Regions from separate parts of the Danio rerio genome. Here region 1 is linked to region 2. Evidence: chromatin contacts called from public HiChIP or PLAC-seq data. All regions are on one chromosome and are shown on one strand. Each heading gives the region's core, a stretch centred on a gene start, on an enhancer-like site or on the middle of the called end of the contact. The rest is flanking DNA. Distances are from core to core; before and after follow the strand shown.

Region 1 (3,710 bases), core at 134-2,633, 580 kb after region 2:
TTTCCTGACACTCAGCACATTCACATTAAGAGCAGGGGGTGTAAACTTTTACACAAACTAAAGTATACATTTTCAATTATCACTGTGCTTCAGCAGCTAATACTAATACTAAATAAGTACAATTTACCTCAATTGTTCATTAAAAATCATTATATTGCCTTTTTGAGTAACTGATATATAAATAAAAATGAATTAAAAATGTCTAATGTTTTGTGGATTCCACTTTTCTTTACTGCTCTATTAATAATTAATATTCCAAACAGATTGAGTAACTTAACTTTTTTAAAAATACACGTTATTAATCTAAAGTGAAATACATTTTAAAAACCGCCTTCCCTACACTGCCTACAGCACCTTAACCAAATACAAATACTCTGTAAATGCTATTATTTTGCACTTTTAACTGATGTTTGCCAGGAATGCTTGTAATTGAAAGGCCACATCTGATCTGACAAGACAGGCGCTGGGTGTTGTTTTCCGGTTCTAATTACGTGTACACTACAACTCCCACAATCCCACACTGCAAAGTTTTGTACACAAGAAGCAAAACTGAAAGTAACCAGTTTCTGTCTTATAAAAAAAATCGCACAACAACAGCACTTACTGAACAGTGTCCAACACAATCACATTAAGATTAAGGCGGAGGTCACGAAGGTTGTGAATCGCTTTGAGGTGATGAGGGGATTAACATTAAACTACTCAACATGTCAACCGAGAAGTTGCTGCTAGCAGACATGAGCTCTCCAGAATACTCACGTATGTCCGCACTGCGTGGTCATGGGCCGGACGAATATCTCCAAACACACGGGACACACGAAGTCGTCGTCTTCAGCATCGTTTACGTCGGTTTGCGGGTCTATTTTGAGCATGGCCATTTCTGCTGCGCTGTGTTCCGTGTTCTTGAACTCCAGTGAGATTCACTTTTGTGAGGGGAGGAGCAACAACTCAGCTGATCTCCTGATGCACATGAACGAGAAACAACATTACAGCTCTTATTAGACGTACGACAAATAAAAATAGCCGTTTGCTAACAAATAAATGCAACATATAGTAGGCTACATCTGTTGTGGCTGTGTTGTCTTTTACGTGCGTAGTTATAAGCGAGATCTCGCTAGTGCTCTCCGATGCATAAACGAGTCATTTGAACCGGCTCTTTTAAATGACCGACCGAATGAATGAATGTGAAAATGACTCGATTGGAGGTTGAATCAGACTGTAAAATAAGAACGTAGAAGTTTTTTTGACGTTACTTTTTTTATTATTGATGGGCAATGCAAAATCTAGTCACAGTATAAAGAAAAAAAAAATGAAAACTTTAAATAAAAATGTTTTAAAAGAAATGCATAAGGATATTTACATCATCATAAATTAAAAGAAAATAGTATATGATTTACAAATGTCAAAAAAGTTTCTAAGCCTACCCTAAACTATATATTTAATTACATATATATTTATATTTAATATATATATATATATATATATATATATATATATATATATATATATATATATATATATATATATATATAATTACATTACACAAAGGGGGAAGTCTTTCCAAAGCAAATTAGAATAATTGCTTTCATTTATTACCAGAATTAATGAAAGTAGAACATTTTTAGGAGTGAAACTTGAATACGGGCGACGTTTTAGAAAAGTAATCTAAAAAGTATACTTCGATTCATTAAAATAAATAAACATTCAAATAGAAAATAAAATATACTTATATGTGACAGTTATATATCTCGCAAATCTTAATTAACTTTTACATAGCTTTTTTTTTATCCCAGAATAGTAAATAAATGCCTGTAAAATCTAAAAACAACATCTGACCTCGCAATTCTTGCATTTGTCTTGTTAGAAACGTAGATCAAAATATTAGCATTTAACATACAATTTCACAATTGAGAATAATCTTAAAAATGCAATTCTTAGTTATATGTTGCAATTTTTACTTAAAAAATTATTATTTCACATGTTGTGTATTATTTAATATTATTCTCAAAAAATTTGTTGGTAGAAATATAAAAATCCAGACATTCATAAACAATGGAACAATTCACATTTAAAATAGAATTCATAGAACTGATCCTGTGTACACTATTTAGATTTTTTTTAGTAAAGCATGTACAATCAAAGGTATTTTTTTAAACAGAGCCTTAAAGCCTAGAGGATATTTTTTAGAATGATTGATTTGAACATTTATGTTAGTATTAATACATTATCTAAATTCATGCAAATTGATGAAAATTGTTCATTCTGTTTAGATCATTCAGAGTCTTTTGAATGTCAGCATTAAAAGAAGTTTTGGGATGACTTATCTCTGTATGTATCGGGTTTTAGATGGAATTTAACATCATGTGCTAATTTATTTTGACTGAAACAAACTATCTGTGGAATTTATAATGAATATTTTGATTTTATTTGGTAAATTTCATATCCGTAGAAGGAATAATACTAAATCTTAAAGGTATTCATTATAGATTTTAATTTTTAAATATACTCGCTACAGTGTATTGATAGCAAGAAATGTCAAAATACGATGATAGTTGCAAAGGAGTTGAAGCTAATTGAATAGAAAACTTGCTGTCTATTGTAAATAATGTCTTACCTATAGCTGCTGATATTGTAAAAGTTTTTATATTGAGGTTACGTGTTTTTATTCATTCTTGAATATTTAAATAGATTTTTAGTTAATTTATTTTCTTTTATGTTTTAGTTAAGTCTGTATTTATCTGGATATATTTGCTTTTTGCTGTTAAATGACTCCATTGAATCAAAATATGTGGCCGAACCGACTCGCTGAATGAATCCGAATCCCAGCGCTAGTCCTGACTGCAGCTTGCGGCCTCGGGAGCGCGCATGGGAGGTAGTGTGGCGCATGCGCAGTGCGGCGGTGGGGATTTCCAGCGGAACATGAAGGTAAGGAGCGCTGGATGATGGGGAGGAGGGCGGCTTGGTAATGGTGCTGCCCTGCGCTACATGACACCGAACGGGTGTTCTTACACGCAAGTCTTGATCTTACAGAGGTAATTAATGAGACGCCGTGCGATGGTGTGTGTTTAATATGTATGGTGTGTGGATTTCCAGGCCCCTGCAACTGCGCTAATGTTAGCAGTGGTGTGCTAGCTGCATCTGATATCTGTGATAGATGGGCTACAAACGAGTTAGAGCAGATAGTTTAGTATTCGTTTATGTTTAAACCTTTAAAAACACCAGAAAATACCTCAGGTTGGGTTGACTGACACGTTGACAGATTTACTCACTGTAAATCAAGGAGAATGTCATATTAGCTTTGTGGCTAACACACGTCACTGTTTATGTCACTAGCAATCAAATGCCGACAAAAATAATCCGTCTTTAATACGTGAGCGTGTTCTCTGAAAAATCCTCATTTATTTGTGTGTATTCTGTTTTATTCCCTTCGCCATGTTCTGTCAGATGTCATGGTCATCATGATGATGATGATGATGATGGTGAATGATGATGAAATTGACAGGCCTGATATTATAATATCTATCACTTCAGCTGCTTGAAATGACAAGCATCATCAGTTTTTATAAAAGTTAAATGCTAATTTACGCTATTGGTTTTGAATTGGAAGCATAACCAATGAAGAATAAAGTGTCTCATGCCATATTCACTGCTAGAGCAGTTTAAAGCCGCGGTGTTCCATATTATATGTATTCTATAGGCTGATTTACATGGTA
Region 2 (3,824 bases), core at 837-3,336:
CCATAACAACTCGCCTAACAGCTGGGTTAAAATTTAAATTTCAACGGTTGACCATTGAGATGGTTTGACCTTGACGATAGCGGAAGACAATGCTCACTGGTAAGCGTTTATATTTAATCTTCAAATCATATTATTATTCTGTTAAATAGCTTAATTTAAAGTCGTCATTGTCCACATTAAATACTAAAAATAGACATATGTTTGTATAAAGTTTTGCCTTCAGCTGTACATGACCCTCTTTGGATTGCAGTTCAGAATGTGAAGTGTCATGATTAATGTATTTTTTATCTGCTTAATATATTTATCGATAATAGGCTTGCTTTAGACTCGAATAATCAAATAAAAGCGTCAAAATATGCACAAATGATTTTGAAATGTGTACGACTGACCACAAGGTGTCAGTGTTAATCAGCGGAAAACTTTTTTTTGATTAACAATGCTTGAACAGTAACAGAAAGGCATTAATACTTTTTTAGAATTGCACAAAATACTGAGATAACAATCAAATTGCATATATTGACAATCTTTCCATCCTCGTTAAGAATACAACATATATAAATAATAAAATAACAAAATATAACAAAAAATAAATGCTAATGATACCTAAACATGAAACCAAAATCCAATGATGAATATCTTGCTTTTTTGGCCTTTCATCTTTCTTAATGTCTTCAAATACGTCACAAATTCTTCTTTAAAAACCACTAGTTTTGGGAGAATTTAAAAAAATTTCCAATGAATTTATGAATATGGAATTTTAATAATAACAATAATAATAAAATTTAATAATAATGTGTGTGCGAGCATGGATGTGAGAGAGAGATTGTGTGGTTGTGTGTCTGCACGTGCATGTGTGTAAGAGGTAGTGTGTGATTATGTGTGTGAGTAAGAGAGAGAGAGCCTGTGTGTGTGTGAGACAGTCTGTATTTGTGTCTGTGAGGTTATGTGTTAGACAGAGTGGTTGTGTGTGTGTGTGTAAGAGAGAAAATAAAAAAGTGTGTGTGTGTGGTTGTGCCTATGTGTGCGTGTGTGTGTGGTTGTGCCTGTGTGTGCGCGTGTGTGTGTGGTTGTGCCTATGTGTGCGTGTGTGTGTGGTTGTGCCTATGTGTGCGTGTGTGTGTCTGGTTGTGCCTGTGTGTGCGTGTGTTTCTGGTCGTCCCTATGTGTGTGTGTTTGTGTGTGTATGTTTACATGTGTCTGTGTGTGTGGTCGTGCCTGTGTGTGTGGCTGTGCCTGTGTGTTTGTGTGTGTGTGTGTGTGTGTGTATTTGTTGTCTGTGAGTTTATGTTTTAGACAGAGTGGTTGTGTGTGTGTGTGTGTGTGTGTGTGTAAGAGAGAAAATAAAAAAGTGTGTCTGTGTGTGTGTGTGTGTGTGGTTTTGCCTATGTGTGTGTGTGTGTTTTTGGTCGTCCCTGTGTGTGTGTGTTTGTGTGTGTATGTTTACATGTGTCTGTGTGTGTGGTCGTGCCTGTGTGTGTGGCTGTGCCTGTGTGTGTGTGTGTGTGTGTGTGTGTGTATCCATGTGCCTGTGTGTGGTTGCGCCTGTGTGTGCAAGTGTGTGTTTCTGGTTAAGCCTGTGTGTGTGCGTGTGTCCATGTTTCTGTGTGTGTGGTTGTGTCTGTGTGTGTGTGTGTGTTTCTGGTCGTGCCTGTGTGTGTGGTCGTGCCTGTGTGGTTGTGCCTGTGTGTCTGTGTGTGTGCATGTATCCATGTGTCTGTGGTTGTGCGTTTGTGTGTGTGTTTCTGGTTGAGCCTGTGTGTGTATGTGCGTGTGTGTGTGTGTGTGTGTGTGTGTGTGTGTGTGTGTGTGTGTGTATGTGCGTGTGTGTGTGTGGATGTAATCAGTCGTTCAGCCGCCCTGCTCTCGGGCCGGTGACAAATAGAAAGTGTCTCGCTGTAGTTTATTGCCCTGATCAGGTCAAACGAAAAATATTGGAGGTCTGTGCGAGGAGACAGTTCCGTCTGCCGCAGATAAATGGACTGATCATTTCTTATTGAGAAACAATTCCTAAAAGGTGCTTTACAGCATGACTGAGGGAAGCGCGCGGCCGAGGCTCACCGTGACCCGCGCCGATTAAATGGAGAGAGAGAGAGAGGGAGAGAGAGCTTCTGAAGGCGCAGACACTCCATCTATTATCACGCGGCAGTCCTGATGAAGAGCAGGCTGCTGCCGCTTTATTTATTTATTTACTCTCTCTCTCTCTCTCTCTCTCTCTCTCTCTCTCTCTCTCTCCCTCTTTCTCAGGTGAAGTACAAGGCTGGCCTTCAGGCTTCTACACTCCAAATGGATAGAGGGAGGCAATTGAATTTTACACTCCTCTGGTTATGATTAATGCGCGTGTGCGGAGACGCAGGTGCGCGCCGTGGCCGGCAGATGGCGCTGCTGCTGCACTGCAGCGTGCGCGCGTGTGTGTTTGCGTGTGTGCGTGTTTGGCTGATAATTGATATAATACATGAAATCTCCACGCTGCGTCTTGATCGAGTTGATGACAGCAGCTGGCTAATTTCATGACCATAAAATGCTCTCATTAGTTTTAAATATTCAGTAGTTCTTCTGTGGTAGCAAAGCGCTGTTCCACAAAGTGAGAACTAAAAATACTGTAGTTATTTATGATTATTTTGAACCACAGTGCTGTAAGGTGTATTTTACACAGTTTATGGTAGAGCATTCATAACTGTGAATTATGTATTTAGAACTCTTTGTTAATAAATGCTCAAGCATACTTTAGTATTAAATACAGTGAACTGATTAACTGTAATAAATACTGTAGTGTACTTTAGTTTTTTAACTACTCTAAACTAGTGTATTGTATAAAATGTAGTTGTTCAGTTGTAAACTAATTATATTAAATTTACTACACTATTTCTTAAATTATTAATATGAATGTTTCCCAACTCCTCAAGTTGTGAAACTGTCCTGTTGATTCCAGTTGTAGGAACAACAAATAATAACTTGACTTCTAGTTGATCATTTAGAAAAGCCGATTTTCCCATGAATCATCTGTTGATCTGCGTCCCAATCATCACAAATACTGCAGAAGACCTATTGGAACCCACATGGACCCAAGATTCTCACAGAAATCAGTCAAGTTTGGTAAAGAAAAAATCATGGTTTGGGGTTACATTCCGTATGGGGGGCATTGAGAGATCTGCAGAGTGCATGGCAACATCAACAGCCTGAGGTATCAAGACATTTGTGCTGCCCATTACATAGCGCTCCTTCTCATACTTCAGCCTCCACATCAAAGCTCCTGAAAGCAAAGAAGGTCAAGCTGCTCCAGGATTGGCCAGCCCAGTCACCAGAGACGAACATTATTGAGCATGTCTGGGGTAAAATGAAGGAGTAGGCATTGAAGATGTATCCAAAGACTCTTGATGAGCTCTGGGAGTCCTGCAGGAAAGCTTTCTTTTCCATTCCAGATGACTTTATTAATCAGTGATTTGAGTCAGTGTAGAGATGTATAGATGCAGCTCTCCAAGCTCATGACGGAGTCAGACACAATATTCATTCTGTCTCCACTGCAGCAGCACTTTATATTCTATACTGGACATTATTTCTGTTCAGTGACTAGACTTTAGTCTAAGCAGAGTCAGACCTTACTGTCCTAATTAAAAGATTTAAAATCAAGACACAATCATATTTATTTTGGTCAAATAAGCGTCATCTAGAGGCATTAGCCTTTCATATAAGCACTTCTGAAACCAAATGATCAACTAGAAGTCAAGTTATTACTTGTTCCTAAAACTTGAATATGCGACACGGCTTTTGTCAGGTAGTGTAGACATTTTCAACCTCTTTCTAATCAAACACACCTGAATCAACTC

Evidence for each region. HiChIP or PLAC-seq counts read pairs in DNA pulled down with a chosen protein or histone mark.
Region 1: an H3K4me3 HiChIP or PLAC-seq map of embryo shows a contact between it and region 2, with 6 times the contacts expected there. The contact joins the promoter of rnf114 here to the enhancer-like site in region 2. A contact is called at or near these places in 6 of 18 Hi-C or Micro-C datasets (caudal fin, embryo, fibroblasts and 2 more) and 2 of 4 datasets of contacts at active chromatin or transcription factors (caudal fin and embryo).

The regions. Positions count from the first base shown.
Region 1 is chr23:3,523,680-3,527,389 of GRCz12tu, forward strand. It overlaps rnf114 (ring finger protein 114), which reads right to left and starts at 1,384. Exons shown (of 6, transcript NM_001001828.4): 1 at 757-1,384. The coding sequence starts at 875. spata2 (spermatogenesis associated 2) reads left to right here and starts at 2,913. Exons shown (of 3, transcript NM_001080191.2): 1 at 2,913-3,029.
Region 2 is chr23:2,943,250-2,947,073 of GRCz12tu, forward strand. The region is part of intron 17 of dhx35 (DEAH-box helicase 35); the gene reads left to right. Among named protein-coding and RNA genes, the nearest start is that of dhx35, 27 kb to the left of the region's middle. Within about 2 kb of position 2,087, at least 30 of the 62 cell types and tissues checked have an H3K27ac peak or open chromatin away from gene starts, as enhancers often do.